Regions from separate parts of the Ovis aries genome. Here region 1 is linked to region 2. Evidence: chromatin contacts called from public Hi-C data. All regions are on one chromosome and are shown on one strand. The core of a region is the stretch at or near the end of the contact, and the rest is flanking DNA. Distances in the headings are between cores, read along the strand shown. Region 1 overlaps HIPK2 (homeodomain interacting protein kinase 2). Region 2 overlaps HIPK2 (homeodomain interacting protein kinase 2).

Evidence for each region. A called contact is a pair of places that touch in the nucleus more often than the background predicts.
Region 1: a Hi-C map of liver shows a contact between it and region 2, with 3 times the contacts expected there. The contact joins two enhancer-like sites. A contact is called at or near these places in 5 of 16 Hi-C or Micro-C datasets (blood, liver, mixed tissues and 1 more).

Annotation. Positions count from the first base shown.
Region 1 is chr4:104,662,723-104,666,096 of ARS-UI_Ramb_v3.0, reverse strand. All of the region lies in intron 1 of HIPK2 (homeodomain interacting protein kinase 2), which reads left to right. Among named protein-coding and RNA genes, the nearest start is that of HIPK2, 14 kb to the left of the region's middle. Within about 2 kb of position 1,901, at least 2 of the 54 cell types and tissues checked have an H3K27ac peak or open chromatin away from gene starts, as enhancers often do. A contact at or near this core is called in liver, where this site is marked.
Region 2 is chr4:104,623,407-104,626,808 of ARS-UI_Ramb_v3.0, reverse strand. All of the region lies in intron 1 of HIPK2 (homeodomain interacting protein kinase 2), which reads left to right. Among named protein-coding and RNA genes, the nearest start is that of HIPK2, 53 kb to the left of the region's middle. Within about 2 kb of position 1,803, at least 3 of the 54 cell types and tissues checked have an H3K27ac peak or open chromatin away from gene starts, as enhancers often do. A contact at or near this core is called in liver, where this site is marked.

The DNA of each region.
Region 1 (3,374 bases), core at 652-3,151, 39 kb before region 2:
TACCAACATAAATTCTGTGTGATTAAAATGTTAAATTCAACAAAAGTCTGTCGAGCGCATTCAGGAAGCCAGCGATTGCTCTAGGTGCTAGGGGTGCAGCAGTGAGTGAAACAGATGAGCGCCCCTACCCTGAAGCAGCCTGCATTTTCATGGAGAAAGGTAAAATATATCAATGGATTTTTTTTTTTAAATCCATTTTTAAAGAAAGCTGGGAGGAAACAGAAGTGGTATTTATTAAACCTCCAGAGGGGTTGACATTTCTAAGTTTAGAATCTGTCAAAGAAATCACAGAGGAAAATATTGCTAGTTTTGTTAGTGCGACATTCCCCAGATGTTAAAGTTGTTTCTGGTTCTTCTATCCTGAATCATTTCTCAGTGTCACTCGGGGTAACATTAAGGGGTGTCTGGGTTTTAGGATCAGTTCTTCAAAGCAGCATTATTAGATCAAGGAGTATGGCCATTAATCTGGTTAGATTAGATACAGATACTGGTTCTAGATACTTCCCTGGTGGCTCAGTGGTAAAGAATCTGCCTGCAGTGCAGGAGACACAGGTTCGATTCCTGGGTGGGGAATATCCCCCTGGAGGATGAAATGGCAACCCACTCCAGTATTCTTGCCTGGAAAAGCCCATGGACAGAGAAGCCTGGCAGGCTACAGTCCATGAGGTCACAAAGAGTGGAACACGACTTAGCAACGAAACAACAAAGATACAGGCCACCAGGTTAACCTAATTTCCTCCTCTAAGTGTTTTTATATTAAACAAATCAAAGCACCTGGATAAAGATTGAAGTTCACCTGCCCACAAATTCAGGAAGGCTCAGAGTTCCTCCTGCTGTTGGGGGACCATAACTATCCCCGAGGGCTTTCACACACCACCTCTGTGTGTCAGTGACTCCCAAAGTTGTGTCTTTACCTAGACTCCTTTTTTTTTGTGCTCCAAAGTCACAAAGCCCACAATCTACACGACATCTCTATTTGGATGTCTTACAAGCATCTCAGACTTGTAACGTGTAAAAGAGAAAAGTCTTGTTCAACCACCCGAAGTGTGTACTTCTCCCAGAAATCTTTATTTCCATAAACAACATCTTCTTCCAGTAGTTCATAACAGAAACCGGAGAGTCATCCTCAACTTCGTTTTACTTTATATTTAATCCGTCACTGAATTGTATTGATTTTTGCCTCCCCAGTACAGCCACTCTTGTTTTTCACTGTGGTTACATTCTGTGAAGTCACTGCGGGTGCCACGTTAGGGGACGATGAACCGCTGCCCCTAGGATTGGCTTTCTGTGAGTCTCTGGTCATATTTTCATCAGCTGATCACTGCAGAACCTTGTGTTTTATGTGTGTTTTTGTTGAATGACACCTTCTTTAATACACACTGTTGATTGATTAGCGTTGAACTTGCAGCCCACAGCACTATAACCCGTGCTGGAATGAAGCTTAGCGAACACATGTATTTTTCTGTAAGACACGTCTCAGCCTACTCACACTTAGAAACACTAGACACCCATTCATCATGATGCTTGGGGGGTCATTTAAAAATCCCAAACAAAAAACACCCCCAAATGTGAAAAACGTGGTCCTAAATAGACCATGGAAAGTAAGCTCGCTTATAGTATTGATATAAGAGCTGAAGCAAGAAGTCAGAGCCCGACCTCGTTTGACCTCAGCTGGGAACACAGGCATCAGGCATCACGCAGCCCAGATTTTTCCTGGCAGTGTGTGCGTGCCCGGGGTGACTGTGAAAGCACCTGCCGAGGATTGATTTTGAAGTTACAAATAAATATTAGTGAGATTATGGAATCTGCAAATAGCGACAATCAGTTTTACACAGTGAACTTTGTCTCTCTCTACTGCCACCCTGCTAGTCCATCGGTCAGCAGACTTTCTCGAAAGGGCCACATAGCAGATATTTTAGGCCAAATGGCCTCTGTCACAGCTACTCGGCTCTGCCCTGATAGTGAAAGCCGTTGTAGACCATACGTAAATGAGCAGGTGGGGTGGTGTTCCAATAAAGCTCTGTTTACCCAAACCGGCTTTGGGCTGAATTCTGCCTTCAGGGTATAGTTTGGACCCCTGCAGCATCAACCAGCTTCCCAGGTGGCTCAGAGGGTAAAGAATCCGCCTGCATTGCAGGAGACATGGGTTCTATCCCTGGGTCAGGAAGCTCCCCTGGAGGAGGGCGTGGTGACCCACTCCACTATTCCTGCCTGGAGAATCCCATGGACAGAGGAGATGGGTGGGCTACAGTCCTTGGCATCACAGAGTCCAGCACGACTGAAGTGACTGACACACGCAGCCTCGTCTAATCCAGCTTCACATCTTCTCTGAACCGCCTCTCGACCTGTCCCACCCACCCAACCCCGCCATTCATTCTTGAGCTTCCAGCCAATCTCCACGTTGATTCTCAGTGTAACTCAGATGTGACCGCTGTCCCGTTTGGGATGGCCAGCGGCTTCCCCTGACACTTGGAGTAAAATCCCAAATCCTGAGTCACATGGCTACCGTACAGCCCTTGTGGACTTCTGCAGCCTCACTTTAGGTGAGTCTTCCCTTTGCCCCTGGGTGACCATCCTCTGCTCCTTCCTGCTTCAGCACCTTTGCTCGCAGTCTAATGTGGAAGGCTCGCCCACTCTCTGCCTGGCCAGCTCCCACTTACTCTGTAGTCACAACCGAAATGTCACTTCCTCCTGTAAAGTAAATGCCTCCTGTCTGATCTCAGGACACCCTGCTTTTTTTCTTCGTGGCGCTTGGCGTGTTCAGGCATCCATGTGTCTGGATGTGTGTGTTTTCCATCTGCCTGCCCCATCAGACCACGCAGTCTAGGAAGATAGAGCCTCAGCTGTCGTTTCTGTCTTCTCTGCTCGAGTCGCCTTCACATGCATTGTAGACACTTCCCAAGACTTGTTAAAGCAGCACACGACTTTTGTTTGTACAGATCTTTGTATGAAGATCTTTCTTTGTATAGAAACCTGCAGAAGTCACCCTTTTAGAGCCTCTAGTGTATCTTCTCAATTTGAGAGTGATGATTAAAGAAAGTCGTTCTGATAGCGAGTCTGTCAGTGGGTGTGAATGTGTCTCTATTGTCAGAGGGTGACTCTGCCATCAGGCACACCTAATCCGTGGCTTTCTCCATGGGACTCAAGTGCTGTGTTCAGTCCTGCTGGTCTCCCTTTTCTCCGAAAGATATTTTGAACTTCGCTGGTAACGTTTTCACATGAGGGAAGTGAAAGTGAAATGTGCTTGACAAGGCATTTGTGGTACCCCTTTTGAACACTGACTTTAATTTCTTCTCTAAAAGCATCACCCCACCCCTCTCAGACCTTAAGTGGTATTAGTTTTTTCCTTGCTGCTGCTGCTGCTGCTGCTAAGT
Region 2 (3,402 bases), core at 554-3,053:
TCATGCCTCAGCTAAAGGTCCTGCATGCCACAATGAAAACTGAAGATGCTCTGAGCCAGCTAGCCAAATAAATAAATAAAAATAAGTGTTGTTTTTTTTTTTTTTTTTAAGAAACTAGAAACTTAGTTTACTCTCCCATTTTGGTGTTATTAATATGTGATGTTCAATTCTCTTTTATACCAGAATGACTGCCATTATTCCTTGATATACATTGCAGAGATATTCCTGCATGACTTTTTTGGGAAGCACTGCATAAGTCACCTAAACTTATGCAGAATTTAATTTAAAGTAATCACTTAGCTTTTGCTTGTATAATATTTAACTAAGTGACATCTCCTCCAGGGTCCTTTGAGGCAAGACATAGGGAAGTCACAGCGTGGACTGTCTTGTCTCCAAGGAGGGAGAAACAAAGAGAGTTCTTAGAAAATAATGACAGTATGTCCTGAGAAAGTTATGCTGTAGCAAAATGCTTTTGGTTTCCTTAAACCTACCATTAAGTGTTGAATTGTCTCCCCGCCTGTAGAAACTCATGTGTTTAATTCCTAACCCCAGGACCTCAGAAGGTGACTTCAGTTAAGGGAGGGTCTTCACAGAGGCGGTCAAGTTACAGATTGTTGAACCTGGGCCCTCGGCAATGAGAACACCGAGTCCTAACCACTGGATCTCCAGGGAGTTCCCTTGAAAACAGTTTTTGAGTTTTGAGTGTATATATATGTATGTGTGTGTATAAAATTTGTTTTCCTCTCATTGATTCTCTAGTTTCCTAAAACAAGCATGCATGTTTTATCATAACTTTCTTTCCTTCACCAGAATCCTCTTGGATTGGCAATTTTCAGATTGCTTATGAACTCTTGGTAACATGGCCTCTAGCTAATCAATCTGTAGGCTGCATGTACCTACCCACAGCAGTGAAAGGCTGGTACATCCACAGTGACTTATGGCCTAGTCCCAGGCAATGAGGCAGAGACATAGAAAGGGGAATTTGGGAGGCAGAAAGAGAAAGTCAGTCGGAACGTGGAGAAGGGCTGATTTGGATGAATAATGAGCCAGTAGGTAGATAGGTATGTGGAGAATTTGTAAATGGTAGGAAGAGGATATTGTGTCAACTGAAGAAACACAGCTTATGGTAGAATTTGCAGATTCAAAGAAGATGACGTAAAGGATTTTGAAAGTCTAAGAGAATTCCATTTCTTGGGAAAGCAAGGAGCATAACATGGTGCTTTTGGTTCTTTTCCCAGGGGAGCACCCCTTCTTTCTCTCCTCCTGACCCTGTGGGGGAAAAAAAATGGGTTGGTGGCTTATTCTCAGCCAGGCCCTGTAGCCCTTTTTCTGTTCCCTTAATTGTTTGGGTTTTTTTTTTTTTCCATCGTTTTATCCTTGACATCTCCGTGTGACTCATAGTGTTTGACAACGTCTGTGTCCCCAAGGATTACTTTATTTGCCATCTGCTCTACTTTCTACTCCATTTCTCCTGGGGAGCAGCTTTTCCCACATGGATTCCATGTTCATAGAGGTGTTGGGGACAGCCCTCAGGTCAGCGACCCCTTGCCCATTCTCCTCTCCTCCTTTTTCTCCTGGTACCTATAGAATGTCTCCGCTCTGTCATTACTAATCCTACAGTGAAATCTCTCCCAAAGCAATATCTCCCTACTGGACTCTGCTCTCATCTTTGGCAACACCATTTCCAGTCATAGAACATGAACCTTTGATTTCAGTCTTTTTCCCTTTCCATATTTTTGTCACTCTGACCTGCTCATCTTTGTTGGGCCACGTTTTGGGCTCCACCCCTTTGCCCTTGGGCTTGTGCATGGACTGGTTCAGGGTCACCTTGCCCTCTTCCCCCTCTGATTCATGCTGTACAGCCTGAGCCCATCTTATTGATTTCCATTCTCTTTCCAAATGGTTTATCTTCATTTGAGGTTCAACTCAGCAAATGGCAAGTACGTGCTTGATCGTCAGTGACCAGCAGCTCCAGACACTGTGACTTTGGTAAATTCAGCACTTCCTTGTCTCAGAGTTTCAGTATGAAGGGTTGAACGCTGTATATTTCTACTTGGATCTCCTCTCAGTGTTTGTCATTCACCTTGTTTGAAAACGCATTTCATTATCCCATCCCCTAGGAGAAACAACACTTTCAGACCACCTCCAGTCTTCAGTGTCACCATCCGTGGAACCCCACTCCTTTCGGCCCCCAGACATTACTGTTTGATTGCTCCCTCGCCTCTGCCCTTTCGTCCCGCCCGTCAGTGTGTCTTGCCTCTCTTCTCTGCACAGTCTTAGGTTTCTGCTGCTTCCTTTCTGTTCTTTCAGGCAGGTCTTTAGTCCAGGTCCTCCCTGCTGGGAAAGCCCAGGTCAGCTCACCCAAGACCAGTGTTCTGTCCACTATGCCACTAGGTATCAGAGAAGTGAATTTACCTCTTTCAGGCGGTAAATTTATGTGAATAGTTTTGAATGGTTGTATTTCTCCAGTGTCATCCTAGCCAGAGGACAGAGAAATGCCAGTGACTTGGGAGCACTGTTGGGGAGTGCATTGATTTCCCAGGTGGTGTGCAGTCAGCCTACCCCCTACTTTAGATCAGTCTCCTCTCACACGTCAGGTTTCTTTTTTTTTTTTTTTTGGCTGTTATGGTACTTCTCCCCTTAGTTGATGCTTTGACTCCAAGACCCTAAAGCATGAAGAAGAAAGGGTTAACAGCACGGATTTGTGAGTCAGGCAGACCTCAGTTCAGATCCCAGCCCTGCTGGTAGTGGTAGAGTGAGCTTGGACAAGCTAAATCATCTCCCTAAACTCAACTTGGACTACTGTGGTGGCTCAAATGGCAAAGAATCTGCCTGTAATGCAGGAGGCCTGGGTTCAATCCCTGGGTCAGAAAGATCCCCTGGAGAAGGGAATGGTAACCCACTCCAGTATTCTTGCCTGAAGAATCCCCATGGACAGGGGAGCCTGGTGGGCTACATACCATGGGGTCACAAAGAGTCAGACATGACTGAGCAACTCACACACTTTCACACTCGGCTTACCTGTCTTTAAAATGGGAAATGCAGGAGAAGGAAATGGCAACCCACTCCAGTATTCTTGCCTGGAAAAGTCCATGGATAGAGGAGCCTGGCAGGCTGCAGTCCATGGGGTCACATGACTGAGCATGTTTGTATGAGGGTGGAGGGAAATGGGTTGGTAGCAACAAACTGGTAGAACTAAAAAATAAAAAATAAAATGGGAAATGCACTTGACCTTACAGTTAGTTGTGAGGTGTGCACACCTAGAGTCTGACACAGAGCAAACCCAGTCACAACAGCTGCTCTCCACCTTGTTAACTGCATGTTAGATGACAGTAAGGTGAGTATCTGGTGGTAGGGCTTCACACCAGCTTCTTCAGTATTCAAAAATTACTTCTAGAAGGT